3 separate regions of the Hordeum vulgare genome follow, and all the other regions are linked to region 1. Evidence: chromatin contacts called from public Hi-C data. All regions are on one chromosome and are shown on one strand. The core of a region is the stretch at or near the end of the contact, and the rest is flanking DNA. Distances in the headings are between cores, read along the strand shown.

What was found. A called contact is a pair of places that touch in the nucleus more often than the background predicts.
Region 2: a Hi-C map of leaf shows a contact between it and region 1, with 2.6 times the contacts expected there. The contact joins the promoter of LOC123443915 here to the promoter of LOC123443916 in region 1. A contact is called at or near these places in 2 of 6 Hi-C or Micro-C datasets (leaf and seedling).
Region 3: a Hi-C map of seedling shows a contact between it and region 1, with 8 times the contacts expected there. The contact joins the promoter of LOC123443917 here to the promoter of LOC123443916 in region 1. A contact is called at or near these places in 4 of 6 Hi-C or Micro-C datasets (leaf and seedling) and 1 of 1 datasets of contacts at active chromatin or transcription factors (embryo).

Annotation. Positions count from the first base shown.
Region 1 is chr3H:380,312,896-380,316,295 of MorexV3_pseudomolecules_assembly, reverse strand. It overlaps LOC123443916 (neutral ceramidase), which reads left to right and starts at 1,643. Exons shown (of 10, transcript XM_045120479.1): 1 at 1,643-2,188; 2 at 2,928-3,347. The coding sequence starts at 3,001.
Region 2 is chr3H:379,385,324-379,388,723 of MorexV3_pseudomolecules_assembly, reverse strand. LOC123443915 (peroxisomal biogenesis factor 6-like) reads right to left here and starts at 1,811. Exons shown (of 16, transcript XM_045120477.1): 1 at 1,495-1,811; 2 at 1,116-1,237; 3 at 948-1,036; 4 at 817-852; 5 at 189-282. The coding sequence starts at 1,697.
Region 3 is chr3H:380,854,115-380,857,514 of MorexV3_pseudomolecules_assembly, reverse strand. LOC123443917 (protein SGT1 homolog) reads right to left here and starts at 1,600. Exons shown (of 10, transcript XM_045120480.1): 1 at 1,294-1,600. The coding sequence starts at 1,465.

The DNA of each region.
Region 1 (3,400 bases), core at 394-2,893:
AAAGAAGTTAGCAAATTTTAGGGTGACTTTGTGCAACTCTAATGCATTGAGCAAGCAACCCATGTGGTGTTTTCCATCATTATATCTGAATATTTCAATTATTTTTGCGCGTAACTCGTGCCAAAATTATGAACAACTTGTGTAGGTTTGCGAGCAACTATCTGATCCACCCCCTACGAAACTTCTCATCACCCCATAGACAACTTCTCATCTGTCCCCACTTATGCAACTAATCAACACCGTGACTTGGCTAGCAACACCCGCACGCTCAGTAGGGTAGGCGGGTGGACTTCCCCAGAAAGAAAAGAACAAGGCTCTCATACCATCCATCCTTATGTAGTTTCAAAATTTGAAATCATGATAGACAACTTAGATCCCACGAAAACTTGTTAACATCGTAGGCATCTTAGGCCCCTTAATGGATAACTTTCATAGTATCGTAGACAACTTACAACTCATGTTAGGCAACCTTCCACCCTATCGTAAACAACTTTCACATTATCATAGACAACTAAAGTATCTAGAATTTTTTTGATGTATGCAATTTAGCAACCATGGTAACCATCTATTAGACTACTGCACACAACTATTAGTAGCCTAGTAGGTGAATTCACTAATAAATCCATCTAGCATCAAAATTGCCCCTATTTAGTATTAAAGTTGCCTCATCTAGCATCGAAGTTGCTTTTGATTTTTTTCTTTAAAACATACTTATATGAGATCTAGTTTTGAAGAGTTCGTCATCAGAAACCCAACGATGAAAACGGATCATAGTTCCGACACGTGGTTTGAAAAATATATATTTTTAATTTCTTTCATACCGAAGTTAATGCATGTTACGTCATCATTGAGGTTCACATGATTACTTACAAATGATGTTGAGTTGCCTAAATACAATAAATTTGTCCCACATAGTTTTTTATGTTGTCTATGATATACTTTTTAGGTAAATTCACTAGTACACATGGTGCAATAAAGTTGCTTATGTTTAGCACTAAAATCGCCTCGACTAGAACCAAAGTTATTTTTTAAAAGAAATCATTGAAATATCTCGTTATGAAATCTAGTTTTAAAGATCTCGTCGCGAGAAACCTAATGATAAATACAGATTTTCGTTCTGACGCTTAGTTTAAGAGTTATATCTTTTTTTTAAAAATACTATAAAATAAAGTGAGATGACATCATCACATGCATATGGAATTCTAATCATCCACCACCTAAGGACGTCAGGTACATCTCGACAAGGAAGGAGTCATGCGCGCAAGTATCGGATACTCGTAGACGTGCGTTCGACGCGACGTAATAATACAGCTGTATTTTTAAGTATTTGAATTATTTTATTTACAATAAACATCGCAATTGGGGTTGGCCGTCCGCAGGCGCAGCCGCACACGTAGCCGAACCCAGGCGTCTTTGTCTTGTTCAGACCAGATTTGCCAAGCAAACAGACCCAATTCATGGAACCATAAACCCGTACAGGGATACCCACCCATTAATGCCTCCTAGTCCCGAACTCATGCTTCATTTAGTAGAGCAACTCTATCGTCTGCCAGATGATGAGATGGACCAAATCAGTCAGATCTACCAGTACGTACCAGAGTACCAGATCAGCCAGACGATGACAACCACAGATCGACGGATACGGCATGTTGCAAGAGCTCCAGGGTACCAGATCTACCAGCTTCTATGCAAATTTCTTCAACAATAAATTCAGGTGTGAACAACCGGCCACCCCGCCGGTAAAACCCAGTCACGCGGAAAAGCGCAAAGCCGGTGGCCGGAGCCGCACTTTCCTTCAGTCCTATCCCACCAGTGGTACCCCACCACGCATCTACCGGCCCGCCCTTTCCGAGCCGTGGCTTGGACGCCACACCCTGTCCGTCGCCGTCTTCGCCACTCCGCCCCTGTCTCCACTGCCACCTCCTACTCATTCCCGCCCGTCTCCCTCACCGCTCGTCAGATTTGATCGACAGCGCCTTGGTGCTACTACTAGTATTAATAAACTGCTCTTATCCAGTGAGCAACGACTGCAAGGTGCCCTGCTTCTTGGAGTTCCCAATCGATCGCGTCGCGTCTCGTCTGCGCTTGGCGTGGGTTTGTTTAATAAACGGCGACGGAGGTGACCAGCCAGTTCAGCAGCAGCAGCTGAAGCCGCCGGGGTTTCCAGTTGAGATTCGCCATTCGCATGGTGAGTTCGCCTGCTCGGGCCTCCTACCCCTTCCTTCCAGCCAGGTCGCGTTGGTTGTTCGTTTCTTTTGTTTGTCTCCCGACGTGTGACAAATTGGACGCGTTTCGCTGGATCAGGCCATTAAATTGCGTGATTGTACTAGGTTTTGATTGTAGTCGGTGTGGATTTGGGGTTGGTTTTGTGCTCCGGTTGGGTTGTCTTGGCTTTGTATCCTGCCAGTGGCAGTGCCCCCAGACTGTCACACTGAAAGTGCTGCTTGTTTGGTGAGAGAGTGGCCGCAACCCGCGTGGCCTTGCTTGTGGAATTTGGCTTACTTTGGACGTTACAGGGGTTGCTTGTCTTGTGAGAGACGCGGCCTTGACGTCCAGTCGCGTTGGTAGGCAATCCCCATTTCAAGGATTTAATAGCGTGCGTGCTCGACCTGGTGATTTAGAAGCAAGTTTAAATGGTGTAATTATCGTGCGATCTGCCCTACTACTATATGTATGTCATGCTCTTGTTGCTTCTGCCGTGACAATGTCGAGGAATCCATATGTCAGGCAACATAAATTTCTTCATGCTCAATAGGTCTCGTCTGCTCATAATGTGTTCATGTAAAGGAACACAGTGAAATTGTGTTGCCACTGTTTTTTTTTAAATTATTTTAGAAGCCCTTATTGGACAGTTTACACCCTTTCCCCTTGCACCATTATGATAGAATGTTCAGCTAGTTTCTCATAGGCTTTCTTCTCTTTTGTAGTGTACAGTAAATTTGTTCTTCTGAGATTTTGGACTTGCATGAGTTGATTAATAACTCCATTCCCTGATTCCTGATGGAGGCGTCATCTTGCTTGCGCTGTCAAGTCCGTGGTTTTGGTTCGTCAAGGATATGGCTATGTCTTCTTTTGGTTCTTGTCCTTCAGAATTGCACCCCGGTGCTCTCTGACTCTCCATATTTGGTCGGCATGGGAAGCTATGACATAACAGGGCCAGCAGCAGATGTTAACATGATGGGATATGCAAATACTGAGCAGATTGCATCAGGGATTCACTTCAGGCTAAAGTCACGCGCATTTATTGTTGCTGAGCCTAATGGAGAGCGTGTTGTCTTTGTGAACCTGGATGCTTGCATGGCATCACAGCTTGTGAATATAAAGGTGCTCGAAAGGCTAAAAGCAAGGTAAGAGCTAAATTCTGTTGAATTTTTACTTATCAGATATTCCTAAAATGTTG
Region 2 (3,400 bases), core at 562-3,061, 930 kb after region 1:
TGAAAAAAACAATCAGAATAGCACAGAAATTGTAGGAATTGTGATGCTTGCCTTATTCAAATGCATGATTGACAGAATGAAAACGACTTGATAGGAAGAAACAGTACAAGATTAAAAATAAAAGCAAATGGCGGAGCTTATGCTAGTGGCTAGTGTGACATCTCCGAAGGTGACTAGTGATTTCATACCTTCTGGCTCATCCTTCTTGCGGAAAAAGTTGAAAGATCCAACCAAACCAGACACTTTGTCCAAGGCGGACTCTGTTAAGGATCTTTTACGAACCTTCATCAAAGAACAAATCATCGGTAAGATGATAGTCATATCAATGCAAGTTTTACAAGCTAGTTTTTTTTTCGCGAATACACATGGTTGTGTATCATTCTATTGATAGGTAGAAAGAGAGTTTTGGTACAGAGGTGGCGACTCCCGTCGCCATACACACGAAAACAGAAAATGCATATTCAGCATCTCTACTTTTCGTAATTGTTCATCAATGCGGACAAACTAATGGTGTCCTTATCAAGGAACCCATGGTCGATCCTTTTAACCTGAACGTTTTGTTTCCTGAGGTAATAAAATGGACAAACCCTGACAACAGAAAGGTAGTGGGGCAGGGGCCTCAGTATAACTAAACGTAAAAACAGTAGGTCCACACAACCAACTGATGAACCGCACCAGGGATCATTCCCTGTTTTTTCGGAAAAACTGATGAACCGCACCGAAAATTCTGAATTCTCCGTGTCCCTCAAAATACCAATCAATTGTAGCACAGAAACATGAAACCTATCAATCACAGGACGGGATTAACAAACTAACCAGGGCACTGCTTGCGCTCCCGTATTTGTGTTGGATCTGCATTTGGCATATACAGCGAGAAACAGTTCAGAATCAACTAGACTACAAAATGGCATCCGCAAACCTAAGTGCCCCAATAGTTCCTCACTAACCTGGCGCGAGAACTCGGCGATGTCGAGCAGCATCAGGCGAGCGTCAAAGTGGTGTGCCAGAGCCTTGGCGAGCGACTGGAGGTATGGTTCTGCAAGAACAAGCTGCCCACGTCAAAAGAGACGATCTTTGCGATCAAGCGAACCCACATTAATTACGAGGAGGCGAACCTGAGGGGCCACAGAGCAGTATGGTGCGGCTGGCGGCAGAGAGGACCCGGATGTGGCTGGGCAACGTCGTCTTGCTCAGGTAGGCGTACCCGGCGCTGGTGAGTGCCAGCTTCGTCTCCTCGCTGCAATCAGAAGATAAATAAACAATGTAACGCCTGCTTGATGATTAGCTGCTTTTCCCCAAACACATTCGAATTCCCGTTGACGGCCTACAAGTTAGTAGAACACATGGGTCTACCCACCAAATACCGCCAAGTCGTATACTAATCGGTAATCACTCCTCGCTTTGGAACTTTTTCCAATGAAACCGAGGGGAAAGATCGCACATTTACTTTAATTGACTTTTAATCCTGAAAACGCGCGGAGAGAGCCCACGGACCTGAGGTAGTAGGGGAAGTCGTCGAAGGTGACCCCGATGTCGACCCCGTCGACCACCAGCCGGCGCAGCTCCGCCTCCACCTCCGCGCCGGCGACGCCGCCGTCGTGTGGGGTGGACGCGGCCGTCAGGCGCGCCGACACGAGGCCGATGCCGACGCCGACGCCGACGGTGACGGCGGACGCAAGGAGGCTCCCGTGCTCCATGTGGCCACAGCCGCCGCGGCACCGAGAGTACACGCCGCCGCCTCACGCGCGTGCGCTCGACTTATGATGCACAAGGCATGCAATGTTTTTGGGTTGGGCCAAGGGGCGGATCGATCCGGAGGGGTGGGTGGCGGGGGCTGCTGCTTATATAGAGACGGGGACGTGTTCGTCTGGGTCCCGACGGGTCAACAAGTCCACGGCGTGTCACCGTCACCGGGGATTCGGAATTGCCAGAGGTGCCGACTCGGCTGGATCGCCGATGGAGGGCCGGATTTCGTTCCTGGTCGCCAATCCCGTTTATGCAGAGGAAAATTGCACGTTCATCTACTGACGGAAAGGTTAACAGAGCCTTTTTTTTTTGGCGAAATAGGTTAACAGAGCGTTAACAGCTGGATAAATACGTTACTCTATTTTTTTCGCCTCGTTTCTTCATTATTAAAAGAACACCTCATACTTCACACACACGTAGCAGGCGCGGATATACGTGGGTGATTGCACAAGGACCACAATCTTAGTATTAGCGTTCTTACTTTTTGATTTTTTTAGTATATGTGGTAAGCAATTCAAATGATTTAAAAAATATTAGCGTTCTTTCTAAGTGCAATAGTTTTTCAAAAGAGATTAGCACGAATCGTAGGCCACTATTTAGAGTTTCGGTGATTTGCTTTTAAATAATGCTTCATGGCTTCTCCCTGTTGATCTAATTTCTTTTAAGAGTTCATCTTAAAATAAAAATGAAATGCCAACAAGGTGTTAACAATAGGTCATGCCATATTTGTCAAAAACAATAATAGGTAGGTTCGATGTGTGCAATTAACAAGAGCAATTATACTTGACTGGTGCATCCACGCGAGTACATACACGTGGAATGGGAGCCGATGGACGAGGATAAGTGCACGCGGAACAAACTACATAGCAAGAGACCACTATCTTTCAATTGTTGTTCTTTCTTATTAGTGTAACACTTTTTCGCAAAAAGATACTGAAACGGAAAACACTAATATGTGTATTTTTCCATCTTTACACCCTGGCTCATGTTGCTTTTGATGCATCCCCTTACTATGTTGTATGAGCAAAATTGATGAAGACAAAACGCTAAGCTCCCTAGAATTGAAGGCCTCTCATTCAATTAAGGTCATCAATTTAGAATTGGATCACCGATTTTGACTGAGTTAACAATGTCTCACTTAACTATTTTAATTTACTATGCTCTCTTATTTCATTGAGAAATTAAATATTAGATGCCTCTAATTCAATTAAGGTCACTAATTTGGAATTGGGTCACCGGTTTTGACTGGGTCAACAATGTCTCAAATCAAGTATTAGATTTAGTTCATGATCTTAACTAGGTCAACAATTCTTCAAATCAATTAGAAGCAACCGACTTATAAAAACTTATCAATACTAGGCACCGTCTCATCATCTAGAAAAAATAGCGTTAATATGTGATACTCTAACACCAATATAGTACATGCAGGCACTCACGCAGAAATTTTTCCCATTGCGAAAGCGCACCACAACATCGCATTATATGAATAGAAAAAGACACTCCATCATCTTCCCCATTAACCAAACCTAATACTCACTCTGTTCTAAAATATAAAGTGTATACGTTTATTGAAAAGCCATTTTTTTAACTTTGACCAAGTTCAAAGGCAAAAATATTGATATCCACAATATTAAATAATAAAATATGAACAATT
Region 3 (3,400 bases), core at 351-2,850, 540 kb before region 1:
GATACTTTGGTTATCACAAAGAAACGGACAATTGGTTACAAACCACATAACTACAGTTTTTTCACAAAGGCAACCGTCATTCATGGCATAAGGCTGGAGAGGAAGGCCCTCACCTCCTTGGCCATGCTAGGACACCGTATCTAACTTCGGGATGATAAGCATGTATTCCATAGTCATTTTATTCCTCATAAATTGACAAATAGGCAAATATTTTGCCTCTGCTTAGCAAGAACTTTTTCCAAGGGCACTTCTATGAGAAAAACAAAAACAAAAGCACGTACAGGACAAATATCTAGATGGAAGGGCAAAAGGGTTAATAATTTGCAACTGGGACGCGCCTTCAGAAAACACCCATATTATCATACGACAGCTCTACATTTGGATGACATTTTACTTTACAGCATGAGGATGGAAATGGAGTTCTATGCAACACTTCAATGATACATGAACAAGTAATAATAAAACAAAGTGCACAAACAACCAAATACTTATTCAGAATACTGAACTGCAAGATAGCAAAATAACAATACTGCAATGATGATACTACCCATATCCTTTATGGTGGTTAAGCGCCTCATAGTTTATATAAATATAACACTTTAAATGCCACCACATTAAGATCCCATTCCTTTTCAAAGTTAAACTGAAGGCCGTGATGTAGGAACAGAAATCAACAAGGCATTTTAACAGCCAGAGATCAAATAACCCACTGATAGAATCTCAGCGTTACCACCCGTTTTGACTAATTTCAAAAGCATATATGAGCAAAAAGCAAGCAATAATCTTAGCAACTCAACAAGTGAGTATCTTTTTTTGGGCGCAAGTCGTGTAATGGCTAAAACTAAACACGCTGCAATGCTATTCTACCCCCTTGTCTTCCCTAGCCTGTGCAAACTGGGCAAGTCAACCCTAACAAATCAGGCTTATTTCACACAAATCAGAGCAACCCACATCGGAGCCCATCTTTTTGACCCACCGACACTTGGGCTCACAACACAAGTAACGTAAAGATTCGGAACGAAAACAAACCGAGCTTATTAGGGCCTAACTCGCTGTCTGAACTCTATAACCAAACCTAGAACCGCACCGACAACGCAACAAGCGACAGCGAATCGAACATCTGCTCCCAGAGCCACACGCAAACATCTCATAGGGGGAAAGCCTTGCGATTCCATCCACATCCACGTCCACGCGGCAAATCGTCACAGGGTTCGGCATAAGCAAACGAATCGAGCCGCAGGGGGGGGGGGGGGGGGGGGGGGGGTTGAGGAGGGAAAGGCGGGAAACACGCACCAGTGTAACTGCCCAGCTTGATGTGAGCCTGGGCTCGGTCGGCGTAGAGCTCCGCGGTGGCTGGGCCAGCCTCGATGGCCTGGGTGTAGAGCTCGGCGGCTAGCTCGAAGTCGTCGTCGACGAAGGCCTCCTTGGCCTTGCTCTCCAGATCCGACGCGGCGGCGGCGGCCATGTCTGCGTCGAGGTGGAGGAAGACCAGACGAAGACTTTGGGGAGCGAATAGAATAGGAGAGGTGATGAATAGAGATCGACGGTATTTGGTGGGGATGGATCCAAGCAAGGGATTGATTGGATTGGATTGGAATTGGAATTGGATTGAGCTGCGTGCGGTTAAACGGCCTCTTAAGGGCCCGTGGGGCTGTTTCTAGAGTGTTCCGGGGGCAGGGCCGGCCAGCCAGGCCGATGGGGGCTTGCAGTTGCAGTGCATATCAAGTTCTCCATCTTTTTTTCTTTTTTTTTGCTTTTGCTTTCCCTTCTGTCTTTTGTGCGGATCAAGCCTTATTGTTTTGCTTTTGGGACCCACCACGTTTCACGAATCATCATTGGTTGATTAGCCTCTTGCAAGCTGTGTTCTTGCAATGGGATTAAAGTTGTCCGTAATGGTAGTATCATAGATAGTATCATACATGCCAACAGACACTTTCGATGAGGTGGCATGGAATTAAATGAAGAAAGAGAGGGTTGAGTATCATATCATGATATCGTATCATATTAAATGATGTGCTACTATGTGTCTTGCATGGCAATAAATGAACTACACTATGATACTAACATATGATACTATGCATTACGGATGTGGTATCATACACTAGTATCATATGCATGATACTAGTATATGATACTACCCATTACAACCAGCCTAAGGGGTGACTTTTTTTTGTCTTGGTGTCTGAGATCGTGATTATAGTAGTAGGGAGCAAAAAAGAAAGGCGCCATGTGCACTCGTGCGTCCTCGATGAAGATTAGAATATAGAAAAAATCACTTCACTAATCTCATCACAGAACTTACTTTGATCACCATACTTCAATTGTAATATAAAATACCTCAAAGACGGTCACTGAAATTGCCTAAGTGGTTCATATACGGACCCCGTTATAGTTTACGTATAGAGTTGAGTTGGCATACAACTGTAGACACGCGGGCTTGCTTCACTCGGACATCGTGGCTTTGACCGTTCAATATGTTTGTGGCTCTAAATACACATGTAACAGTGTCGCCATCGCAGGACGCGTCCTCCTCCATGTCTTCTTCGAGCTCCATCCGGTATGGCATGTGTGGCCGCTCAGTTGTTGTGTCGATAATCACTTGTGAGAGGATCGGTATAGTCGACTAGAGGGGTGATTAAGCGACTAAGAGAAATTTATCCTCTAGATATGCAACTAGGTGGACAATATATATGGCGAGTAACATAAGTAACAAGTGCAAGCAAGAGTAAACAAGAGAAATAAACTTGCACAAAGTAAAGGACCAAAATAACCGCAAGTGGAGTCGATGCAGACGAGGATGTGTTTCTCAAGTTTCTTCTTTTGAGGGAGGTACGTCTATATTGGAGGGGTGTGGAGGCACAATGCCCCTCAAGCATCCCAAGGACTCGCCCTATTCTCCCCATGCCTCGCACGATGCAAGATGATGTGATTTTCACTAACGGTGCCCTTAAAGGTGGCAATTGGAACCTTTTAAAACAAGGTTGGAATTCTCTCCACAACTTAATTAGAGGCTACCAACACCACCATAAAACTTCACCAAAATGAAATGTGGCTCCGAGATACCTCTTCCGAGATACCCAAGAGTAACAAGATCCAGAAGAGAAAGTATGCAGGAATCAAAATTATTTCCGTGAAAGTGTAGGTCCACGTCTCCTCCCTCAATCCCTATCAAATCAATGAGTTTGGTTGGCTAGAGAATAAGATAAGCGAGAATGAGCCCGGGGCATTAATGGAGGAGAGAGATGCAAGAGGTATGTGGGAGGTAGAAGAACCACCTCTGTAGTTGTGACATAAATCCAACTATTATGTGAAGTGGTAAATCCGAAGGGCGTCCTCGTTGTACCGATTAATAAATAAAACCCGAAACAACGGTCGGCCATTGATACGTCGCCAACGTATT